Regions from separate parts of the Mus musculus genome. Here regions 2 and 3 are each linked to region 1. A link is a contact called in public promoter capture Hi-C data. All regions are on one chromosome and are shown on one strand. The core of a region is the stretch at or near the end of the contact, and the rest is flanking DNA. Distances in the headings are between cores, read along the strand shown. Region 1 holds the start of Uba6 (ubiquitin-like modifier activating enzyme 6). Region 2 holds the start of Tmprss11b (transmembrane protease, serine 11B). Region 3 holds the start of Tmprss11f (transmembrane protease, serine 11f).

Region 1 (3,903 bases), core at 559-3,058:
AGGGGAAGCAGGCCAGTAAGGAACATCCCTCCATGGCCTCTGCATCAGCTCCTGCTTCCTGACCTGCTTGAATTCCAGTCCTGACTTCCTTTGGTGATCAACAGCAATATGAGAAGCGTAAGCTGAATAAACCGTTTCCTCCCCAACTTGCTTCTTGGTCATGGTTTTGTACAAGAATAGAAACCCTTAGCCGGGCGTGGTGGCGCACGCCTTTAGTCCCAGCACTCGGGAGGCAGAGGCAGGCGGATTTCTGAGTTGGAGGCCAGCCTGGTCTACAAAGTGAGCTCCAGGACAGCCAGGGCTATTCAGAGAAACCCTGTCTCGAAAAACCAAAAAAGAATAGAAACCCTTAGACAAGGTCCTTCCATACAAAATGTATGTTTTCTTAGGTATCATCTTCCTTAGAGTTTTAAAATGTGTTGAAGTTAATTTCACTAACTGTTGCTATGTGCAGTGCTTGCTGTTGAGATTTTTAGAGCAACCAGACACTAACTGCACTGTAAGCACCTCATATAATAAAGTCAGCATATTCACACAACATATACTAAAACTATATATAAACCTGTAGTATCCTATCATTTTGTTTCTATTTTACACACTTTATTGCACTTGCTATTCTATGTTACACACAATGACTTAGGTGGATTAAAGTTCTGACTAAAAATGAGAACGGGGTTATGCTCAGCCGCTTAATGGCTATGGCCAACACTTAAAAAGCTCTGTCTCAATGATTGTTTCGAGAATATGTTCAAAAACAGTCACGCCTGATTGCACATACTTGTAATCTCAGAAATTCAGACGAGGAGGGAGGAAGCCATCTTTGGCAAACTTGGAGCCAGCCTCAGAATCAATATAATAATAATAATAATAATAATAACAACAACAACAACAACAACAACAATAACAAATCATCTGTAAGAGCAACTAAGGGGCAGATATTTGTATTCAATAATATTTCTTAAGTCGATTTTGGCAGCATTGGCCAGGGCAGACAATACTTCCATCCAGTCCTTGAAGTATATGTCTCAATGTGCAATGTAAAGCTAGTAACGTAAGAAATCCATCACTTCTATATTTGGTATGTAATAGTCATATACTGGGTAGGATACAAGCGGGGCTTTCTTAACTGTAAGATGACCAAAAGAGAACTAACGCAAACACTGGAGAGAGTATACCAGGACCCCAACCCCGGAATTTTTGCAGGCTGAGAAAGAAAAACTCCAAGATCCTCAGCGGGAAATAATCCTAGGAACCTTGGGCCCCGCCCCGCGCTCCAACACCCCCGTAGTAAACAGAGAGGATTCTCGGGGTGTCCACACTGCAACGGATTCATCCTGACTTGAGCTCTCAAGAACAGTTTTCCTAAGGAGCACGGCTGGAGGAGGATAGTGCTCCGTGGCGCTGAAGGAAGTGTGCCAAGCAACAGGGGCCACAACCCTCTCCTGAATGACTGGCCGCTCAGAAGTAGTGACCTGAGGGAAGGATGCTGGACCCGACCCGGGAAGAGCCGGTCTCCTCAGAGGAGCGGAGCTGGAGCAGCGAGGGCAGCGCCCACGCCGCCACACCCACCGCCCGCCGGCTCGCTCGCTCGTTCGCCACCTCGCTAGCTCCCTGTGGCTCCGCGCGGCCCCGTGGCCTCCGCGCGCTCCGAGCCGCCGGAACGCGAGAACGGAGCCCGCGTCGGCGTTCCTCCGCTCCTTCCCGCCCAGCCTGCCCCGGGCCAGGCCTCTCACCCGCAGGCTCCCCAGGAGGAGCAGGACGCCTCTTCACAGGAAAGCACAGCCAACGGCTCGGACCGCTCCATCGCCTTCCGACAGACTGACTGCAGCGAGGCGGGGAGGCAGGCGAGGGGGCGGGGCCGCGAGGGTCAAGGGGCGGGCGGCGACGTCACCAGGGGGAGGAGCTGGGGAAAAGTACGCCCAGGACAGGGTTTCCAGTCAGCCCCTGGGACACCTGACTTCCGGTTGGGGCGGGGCAACGGGGCGCGCTTCCTTGCAGGTGAGGGGAGTGCCTACGTGAAGGCTGCTGAGCGCTGAGGGCAAACGCGGAACCAAAACGCGTCACTTCCGGCTGTGAGAGCGTACCGCTCCAGGGGGCTCGACAGCTACCAGATGCTGTTGCCTTGCAAATCCAGAACTGTTACAGTGCCTTGAGGAGATCGCTTTTCTGAACAACAACAACAAAAAGAGGACATTTCCAGGCTGGGATTCCACTTAAAGATTCCATTTAAATTGTTTTGAACATCTATTACTGATCTCTGTAGTCAAGTGACTAAAAAGAGCTGTAAAATTTGGCACTTTCATTTTAAGGGAGGAAAAACAAGGAACTCAAATGATATGATCAAAGACATACAGCCAGTAACTCATATTACCAGTTCTCTGATTGCCGATTTCTCATCTAATTCTTTTTTTTCATTCATTCTCATTTTACCATTTTTAGAAAACAATTGTGTACACACAGTACAATTAAGAATCTTTGTTGTTGTTTTTTTTCGAGACAGGGTTTCTTTGTGCAGCCCTGGCTGTCCTGGAGCTCACTCTGTAGACCAGGCTGGCCTCGAACTCAGAAATCTGCCTGCCTCTGCCTCTTCCTCCCAAGTGCTGGGATTAAGTGTGTGCCACCACGCCCAGCTATTAAGAATCTTTCTAACTGGTGATGTGTTTGACGAAACACTAGCCCAATTTTAAAAATCCGTGTTTGATTATAGACATAGGGCAGCGTTCTGTAAAGTATAACAGGTTTTACTTCAAAATTGTCTTGAAATCACAAAAATGATTTTAGGGTTGGTGGTCACCACAGCACGAGAAGTTGTATGAAAGAGTCACAGCATTATCAGTGAGAACACAGTAGCTTCTCCGGGCAGAGGAACTTTGCTGTATGTTAAAGCATGTTTTTATATTTTTTACTAGCTTTGTGTCTTGACTTTTTCTGTATCTGTTACTGCTATTAGGGAAAATAAATTTTTATTTCCTTAGTCCAAGGAGACCATGGATTTAAGGGAAACTTTTCTAACTTAAAAACTATCTGTCCCTGTTGTATGGCTTGATTGAAAAAAAAAAAAAAAATGTGGCTCCCAACCAGGCAGCATACACTAGCTTGAGGCCCTTGACACATGTACAGCAGAGGACTGCCAGGTCTGGTCTGAGTGAGAGACTTGAGGCCCCAGGGAGTGAGGAGGTCTGGTGGGGAAGGGTGGGGGAGGGGCATCCTCTCGAAGAGGGAAAAGGAGGAGGAGGAGGAGGAGGAATGGGATGAGGAACTGCCAGAGGGCAGACCTGGAGGGGGACTGGACTGTTAAAAAAAAAAAAAAAAAAAAAAAAGATTTAAAAAAAGTAAAATACTAATACTACTAGTATGGCTCAATGCCTGTCATGTCCACTCCTATTCGTTCTCAACCCTGGTGTTAGCTGTCTCTTGTCTTCTTGTCTCTGTCTGTGCTGAGCTGCATCCTAACGCTGCATGTAATCATTCTACTTGCAAACATTTGTTTCTGAATAATTTCAGATTTACAGAAAATTTAGAAAGATAATAGAGAATTTATCTGAATTCTTCAAATAACTTGCCCATTTTGTATTTGGGTGCATTTTTCATGACTTAGAAATTGATATTTGTGTGATACTTAAATCCATACATTTTACTAAGATACCACAGGTTTTTCTGCTAACCATTCCCCTCAGAATCCATTCCAGGATAACAGGAAACATTTACGATGAGCTGATATTACCAAATTTTGTAGGTGAATACTGTGATGTGTATTTTCCTGAAACACATATGCCTGTGCAAATTCTGTAAATCAAAATGTTTACATTATAAATTATATATAACCAACAATCATATTGTTTCTATAATAACAGAACATATCCAAGTCTATTTCTCTTATTTCATACTTCTGAACTATTAAAT
Region 2 (3,903 bases), core at 967-3,466, 500 kb after region 1:
TTGTTTCCAGCCCTAGTGATTGAGTTGTCATAAGCTTTTGATGTGTTTCCTGAATTTTCCATTCTAAAATCTTGGTGGCCCTTTAACGTATACGTCTCTCTTTATTTTTTTTAATGTATTTATTCACTTTACATCCCAATATGAGACCCAATACCCCCTTCATACAAAGATCCTCCCCGACAAATCTCTGAGAAGAGGGATTTACACACATCCCCACACCCCACATCCTACACCCATGCCCACCTTGCTCCAGTTGTTGGGAGACCAGCAATCTTGTCTACTGAGTGACCACTTACCTCAGCTCCAGCAAAGTGTCTCTCACTGAAGGGTTCCTAGTCTCAATCCACACCCTTTGTTGGTTTGTCTTCCATGAACTTTTATAAATTATTATCTTTCTACTTCTCTCTTAATTGGGGATTCATGTCTATATCTCTACTTTCAACTAATTTTGTTTAGAGACTTTTCGTTCAGAAAAGTTTTTTGTACAATAGAGAGACATTTCAAATTTCTATCTCACTTTGTATAGTCTAATAAAAACACAAAGTATTTACTTTTATTAAACTTTTGCCAAACAAAAATTGTTAGTGTTCATTTAGGCTTTCGTTTGAAGAAAAGGAATTGAAACAGCTTGCTGCTTACTGATCTTTGAAGTTACTACAGGACACAGGGTTTTACATTTCACTCCCTACCCACCTTCCATCTAGATAATTTCATGTCACAGTCCAGATTTTTTTTCCTGAGTTTTAGTTTTCTTTTGCAAGAACCTAAAAACATCCCAAACTATAATCTATCATAGATGATTAAATAAATGCTAATGTTCACAAGGAAACTTCTCAAGCACAGGAGAAAAATCGTTCCCCTGTTAGCCAGTTCCTGATATCCCCCCATATATTCTTTAGGAAAATCTCATAAGAGATGCTTCAAGATGACGTTCACAAGACTGCAAACCGGATTTTCTTTCTAGTCTACAGCCTGTCCCTAGTGCTAAGGAAGCATTGAAAATGATAACATTGGGTTTTGCAATCCATCTGATGTTATTTTCACTCCGTGAAACCAGTCATCATTCAAGCACCTACATGCATCCAAAAGTTCATCAAAGCCTCCTGAAAGCCGCCAGTGCAATCAACCACATGTCCTAATCCTGCCTAGCTCAGGAACGGAATGGGCTCAGTGTCTTACTCTGAGAAGCTGATTCCAGAATCAGGGCTTGAGCCTTGCCTAGGCAACTCACATTTTTTGAAACTGTAGTTCAATCCTTTTACCTTTCTCTCAACCTAAGACCTCACGCAGGTGTAAACTAATAATGGAGAACGATAACAATGTGAAATGCTCCGCAGATATAATCTATCATGCACCAGAATATAGGTAATGACCATTTACAGAAATCAAACAAACAAAATTCCAGTCATACAGGACTTTTTAAACTTAAATTTGCCTGCCTAATGGATCTTTTAGTTTACATCAGAAATGTTGAAACTAGGAAAAATTAAGGTCATAAATAAAATAACATCTTTAATACACAACAAAATCACACAATAAACCTCTAAGTCAAGAAAGATGCTGTTAGTATGTTCTATCACAAATGAGTATATCCATTCTAGTAATACATTTAGAGTAATGCTGGCTATTTCCAATATAGATGTGTCTTGTGGGCTCTCATTGACCTAAATATATAAATGTAATAATATATATTTATAACAATATTTATGTAAGATATACATTTACATCTTTATAGATAACACCCATGGAGTAGTAATACTGTGCAATCCAAGACAATATTTTTAGTTTATGGTAGAAAGCCTGAACTTTTAAACAACTGCAGAGACCATTATCATTATCCTTCCTAAGCACCATTTCGTATTTAACTCACAAGGAAATAAAATGTCTCTGCTACTGCCTCTCTCTACTAGACAACAGTCACACGGTTGTCACATTTTTCACCCACTCAGTGTGAAGTTACACGCCCCTCTTTTGAAGCACCCCTCAAACTGGGGCTTAACACCTGAGATTGCAAACACAAATGTATCTTTGTGACAATATGTCTCCATACTGAAGTTCCAAAGGGCTGTGAAATCACTATACATTCACCACCTAGACACAGTTATTTTTGCCACAGTCCTTAAAATGAGACTCAAATGGAGGAGACTGTGAAATTCTATTTTGTCAGAAGGTTAGACAGGCACTTACCTGTACATAACGTGCTGATACACTGGTGGCTGATATTAATGCAGAGGGAACTTCTGAACTCCTTACGTGTTGATATTGGTTCTCGGGTAAATGTGCTAGCTACAAGGATATTTGAGATTTTAAGGGCTGGTACAATAGCAGAAAGACATTTAAAAAAAAAAAAACTTGTTTAACAGGTGTGGTAACAACTGAGGATCTGTAGCTTAGAGGAAATAACAAAGCTTGTCTTTGAATTTGAAATCTAGAATACAAACAATGGTATAACTTGGTCATCAGAAAGACCCACCCAAAACTACTGTCACACTAAAGTGAATCAGTGCTCTGACTCAGGAGCTATCCATCCTCTCAGCACAGAGACTCTCCCCGGAGAAACTAACACGTATCTGACAAGTTACTTAACTGTTAAGTTGTGTCTTTTAGGATAAACACACTTATGAGAGCCTAAGTCATTTGAAATGTGCTTAACTTAGAGTCCCATGGGAATCAGTGAAAGCTGTTATAGGGGTGAAATTACAGGTGAAAAGTAGGGTTTAGAAAAACAAAGTACTTTGCTTTGATGGTTCTTTGTACAGAAAATGGAATGAACTAACTAAGCAGCTGAGAGATCTTTTACCAAACAAAGACATATTAGGTTTTTGAGTGACACACTAAGTTCTTATAAAAACAGAGCTCAGGGAGCCATTTTTGTATTTGTAATACAACTACCTTGGTGCTTGTGACTATTTTTGATGTCTTGAAGAACACATTTCTATATGTTCTCATAAAGTTAGTATTTTACATACTTCCTGGGGTTTCATAGTGTTTCCAGAAATAGTGATATACCCTTATACACTAATGGGAAGGACCAACAAATATAGAGTAGTGAATGTATACATTAATAACAGATTTAACAGTGCTAGAAAGAAAATAAAGCCAGATAGTTGAGTAAAAAATGGAAAATGAGGTGGCTAGGGTGGCTAGCTATAGAGTAGTCAGATGAACCTAGAAGATCAAGCTTTGAGCAAAGACCAGAATAATGATGTAACTGCTGTGGTTTGCTGTACTATCACTTATATGGGACACTTTCATTTTTTAAAAAAATTAGTGCCTGAGACAATAACCTAAGTGATAATGTGCTTGTCATACAAGCATTAGAATCTGAGGTGGGGCCTTCAGAACACACATAAAATCCAGACACAGCAGCATGCTTGTGACCTAAACATTAGTAGGGTGGGAACAGGTGGGTCCCTTGAGTCTCTGGCCTGCCAGGTTAGCTGAAATGGCAACCTTCAGGTTCAGTGAGAGATTGTGTCTCAAGATATATTCCTCTACATCATCTACAACACAATCTCTCTTTATCCATATAATAGCATGATATAATGGAGAAGACATGATCTTTGCTTCAATGATAGTCTGAGTGACAACTAGCTGTTTGACATAAATCTTTTGACCTTGAGCATTCCCATAGGTAAAGATGTGTGGGCCAGCAGGACCATGCTTGGGAAACTATTATATCAACTAACAAGTGCTTGTCACAGTGCCCAGGATAATTGGTTTTTGTCTTGTTTTGGTTTTTTTGTTTTGTTTGTTTGTTTTTAGTTTTTCGGAGTAGGGTTTCTCTGTGTATCCTTGACTGTCTTGTAACTGGTTCTGAAGTCTCCAACTAGTGCTGTGCCTGCTTCTGCTTCTCTAGTGCTGTGATTAAAGATGTGTACCACCACCAATCTCCCAGCTTGC
Region 3 (3,903 bases), core at 837-3,336, 460 kb after region 1:
AAATAAAACCCTCCTGGCATGCTGAAGAAGTAGGCAAAACTTTCAATGATTGCTTTTCAGGTTTGTGTAGTTGATATAAATAGTCCTCCAGTATTTGTCCTCAAGGTTAAAGACTGTACATAGAAGTGTGTGTGTGTGTGCAACAATAGTGTATAAATAGGGAAAAGACAGCGGAGAGTGCTTTTACTGAGGAAACTCAGCACAGTCCTGAATTAGCAGCATGAAATGTGCTGTGTTTCCTTTCTGTCTCTGGATCTCTTATTCCATCTTTGTCATGAGGAAATTCAGATGACATCATTCCTGATATTCTTTTCTATTCTAAAAATAATTATATTTCCATGACAAAATGATCTTTAAAAGGTTGTCATAAGGGTCAAAATAATTCTGCTCCCTAAGAGTATATATTATTACAGATTTTCAACCCAACTTTGGAAATTACTAAAATGTGAAGTGCCTCCGGTTGGCACATCAGCATTCATTACAGTTAAAATGCACTGCTGGTACACGGCATTACAGCCTTTGAACCCTCTGGCCTGCATAGTCATCACATGCATCATCAGGATGCTGAATACCAGATGTGTTGAGTCACTGGGTGAAAAAGAACAGCAGCACTTCTGTGGGCTTGTATATATTTTGATTCTAGCTGTAGGAATGATATATCAACACCCTATCATTACATGGTTCTTTTATGCCTGACTTTTCTTTAGTAAAATATTAAGCCTAATTTTTTTTCACATGATTTGATGTTAAGACATGTTTATACTATTGAAATTCATTGAATTATTTGCTATATTAGGAATCAACAACATTTACTACATTAGGAATTTAAACAAGAAAGTTACAGTACCAATTAATTTGTTCAAGGTCATGCTACAAAATAACTTAAAGTATCTCTTTCATTTTTTAAAATTAAGTTTTCCCAAAACTAATGGATTTCATTTTCAAACTAATAGGGCATGCTTCAGTTCTCCCTAAACTTTGAAAGGTATTCATTTCTTAACAGTTATTAATAGAATAAATTGTGGTGCCTTATTGTGTTATACTAAAACTCACTGGTTCTGCATACATGGTTGGTTCTTGTATTGTGCCTGATTTTATAATATTCACATAGGCATGCAAGCTGTTCTAAATAGTGACATATTTCATTATATAAAATCTATTATAACATCACAACCAAATTCATTCTGTAAAATTCTAAGTCGAGGAACAGTCAAGCTTACAAGCTTTAAATTTTCTTATTTTTACTTCAGAGTTCAAGTCTTATTGCTCATCAAAGTGAGAAACTCACTTACCTGACTTCTAACAAATTGTCTTATATAAATGTAAGTCTGAATATCTGCACCTCATCAATATTTTTTGCATACTCATTGTACTTTAGGATATTCTTTAGTATATCCCCACATGCTTCTCATTTTGTCACCCAGGCCATTCGTCAATATCTAAACCCATGGTCAATATTAATAAATTCAAACCTGTACTGCTTTGTGAGTAGCAGTCAGTCCTCCAGGAAGCTGGTTTTGATTTTTGTTTGTATATTTGTTTAATGTCCCTGTTCTGATTCTGACACAGTAAAATTGTTTTTATTAATTGCTGGTTTTGCAAATACAGTAAAAGTAGAGACTGGAATTTTTGTTTCTGTAAAATAGTTTCAACTTCAGCAACCCATGAAGAGTCTCAGGGCTCCTCAGAGGCATATGGGACAAGTTTGAGAAGCAGTGAATGAAACAGTTCATATACGATAATACAAATGTTTCCAGATATTTCTTAATTTACTGAAAGTAAATTTGTTAACAATAAATTAAAGCATAAAATTATTCATTAATATTTGAGCAGAAAAATTTTTCACCAACATTTTTAAACTAATCCTAAGAGTTTCTAAAATCACAGCCCTAAGAAACTAACACGAAGCGTAAGAGAGAAAACACAAGCGAATTTTAGCGCATGCACTAATCCCTGTACCATTTGCCATACCTTTTGGTTTATTACCTTGAAATTGTTCCTTCCTCACATAGCATGTGCTTCTTCAGTTTGCAGTTGTTGAAAATGACACTGGAATCTTTTTTCTGAGATCCAAAACAGACAAAGACATACACACACCCTTCTGTTCTTAGACTTAACCCTTTACCTCTGACTCAGCCATGGATTACGAGTCAATCAAAAGGGCTCTTGCCTGGAAGCCAAGTCACGTCATCTTTCCTTAGCCAATCATAAGTTCAGGCTACAATCAACTGCTGCTCAATTGAGACATTCATCTACCAGCCTGTAAGTACCACTGTCATTATTTATGGCTCTTTGCCAGATGGCTCCAGAATAGCAAATAACCCGTCAGGTTTTACAACTTTCAAAATATAGATAGGAAACACTGGACTCGTTTTATGTGTGCGTTATGTAATTTGTTCAGTCCCTAAGCTCATCAAAAGCAAAAACTGATCAAAGATGGAGTATCAATATTTCTGGAAATACTCCAAAACAGCGTCAGCAAGAAGTCTTCCTCAGAAGTAACACCTTGATTTGGCTACATTTTATTGTCTATCATTTTCTTTAATTGTAAGAATTAAATACATTTATACAATGAAAAATGATCAACCCCCCCCCCATCTTCCTTAATTCCCTTCATATCATCTCACTATGGCCCCTCCCTAACCACTTCTTATTTATTCTTTAACAACTCACTAAGTTCAATTAGTGCTGTCCATGCATGAATAGGAATGGAGCCATCCACTGGGCCATAGAAAATCTACCAACAGCCATACTTTTGCTTTTAGACATCTGTGTATAGCAATGAGCAATAAATTTCTTTGCTTTGTGAATAATTCAGTCCGTGACACAAAACAAACGACTATGGGAACCAACCATCTAAAAACCTGAGTGGTTATTTGCTTGACATAAATTAAAGTGTTAGATACATCTTCAGTATTTGATCCTGCATCTAATTCAAAGGGACAATGAACAAATATCCCAAGAGAAAAATTATAAGTAGACCTTGGCTTTAAAGTGTTGATAATTATCAATGAAGATAATCTTAAGCTATGGTCTACTATGTTATCACTGTAGCTTTTGTGGTGGTGATTTAACTAGTACTTGGCAGATGAAAGAGATGAGTCATGAAACACCTTAAAATTTTCATTATGACCCAACATTTCGAAGACCTTTCCTGATCCTCCACCTCTGTCCACCTAGGAAATCCTTCGAATTCTTTGAGTTTGTCGTTCATGTCTCTTCTTTGTCACATTTATTCTAATCCACTTCCTTTGTTTAAAATGTTATCTGTTCATGACTGTCAAATGATGTTTTCATTCCTGACATCTTCCTGAGCTCTAGGCTTGTACATAGAAATCTCACTCAACATTTTCACTTATGTTTCAAATTGCCCCTTAAACCTCCTGTCACTAATGTAATAAGTAATTGTCTTCTCTACCAATTTCACGACTACTTCTCCATCACCTTAGCCAGTCTCAGTAAGTTTCATTTTCCTTACCCATTGGTTGTGAGAAGAGTGTGGAGAATCCTTAGCCACTCCATAACAATTGTTCTTGGGTCTGAGAGAAGACAGCTTCAAATTCTGCCAAAAGAAGAACAGACTCTCTTCTCAGACTTCTAAGTTTTAAGAAACAACATGAATGTTTGTTGAGTCTGGCCTTGCCCTCCCCTGATTGTGTGTTTCCTTCCTTCCACCTCACACACAACTCACTCTAAAATGCATTAATTACTTGGTGCCGATAACAGTAGCTACCAATATGAGGCAGTCTAAAACAAGGCCTGTGTAGATGGGAAAAGGAAGGTATCTACACAGAAGAAAGATGGAAATAAACATGTGCATGCACATGTACAGTTCCATGTGTGTCTATATGTATTCATTTAATTCTGTTCACTAAGAGTGCTTAGGTCCCCAGCACCTTAGCA

Evidence for each region. Promoter capture Hi-C pulls out the DNA fragments that hold promoters and counts their contacts.
Region 2: a contact with region 1 is called in a promoter capture Hi-C map of 3T3-L1-derived adipocytes, with 2.5 times the contacts expected there. The contact joins the promoter of Tmprss11b here to the promoter of Uba6 in region 1. A contact is called at or near these places in 6 of 39 promoter capture datasets (the 3T3-L1 cell line, 3T3-L1-derived adipocytes, the SN4741 cell line and 3 more) and 4 of 484 Hi-C or Micro-C datasets (3T3-L1-derived adipocytes, the STO cell line, cortical neurons and 1 more).
Region 3: a contact with region 1 is called in a promoter capture Hi-C map of the SN4741 cell line, with 3 times the contacts expected there. The contact joins the promoter of Tmprss11f here to the promoter of Uba6 in region 1. A contact is called at or near these places in 4 of 39 promoter capture datasets (the 3T3-L1 cell line, 3T3-L1-derived adipocytes, the SN4741 cell line and 1 more) and 3 of 484 Hi-C or Micro-C datasets (adipose-derived mesenchymal stem cells, differentiating embryonic stem cells and forebrain).

Annotation. Positions count from the first base shown.
Region 1 is chr5:86,170,935-86,174,837 of GRCm38.p6, forward strand. Uba6 (ubiquitin-like modifier activating enzyme 6) reads right to left here and starts at 1,809. Exons shown (of 33, transcript NM_172712.2): 1 at 1,734-1,809. The coding sequence starts at 1,804.
Region 2 is chr5:86,674,082-86,677,984 of GRCm38.p6, forward strand. It overlaps Tmprss11b (transmembrane protease, serine 11B), which reads right to left and starts at 2,217. Exons shown (of 10, transcript NM_177024.4): 1 at 2,188-2,217. The coding sequence starts at 2,195.
Region 3 is chr5:86,630,338-86,634,240 of GRCm38.p6, forward strand. It overlaps Tmprss11f (transmembrane protease, serine 11f), which reads right to left and starts at 2,087. Exons shown (of 11, transcript NM_178730.3): 1 at 1,987-2,087.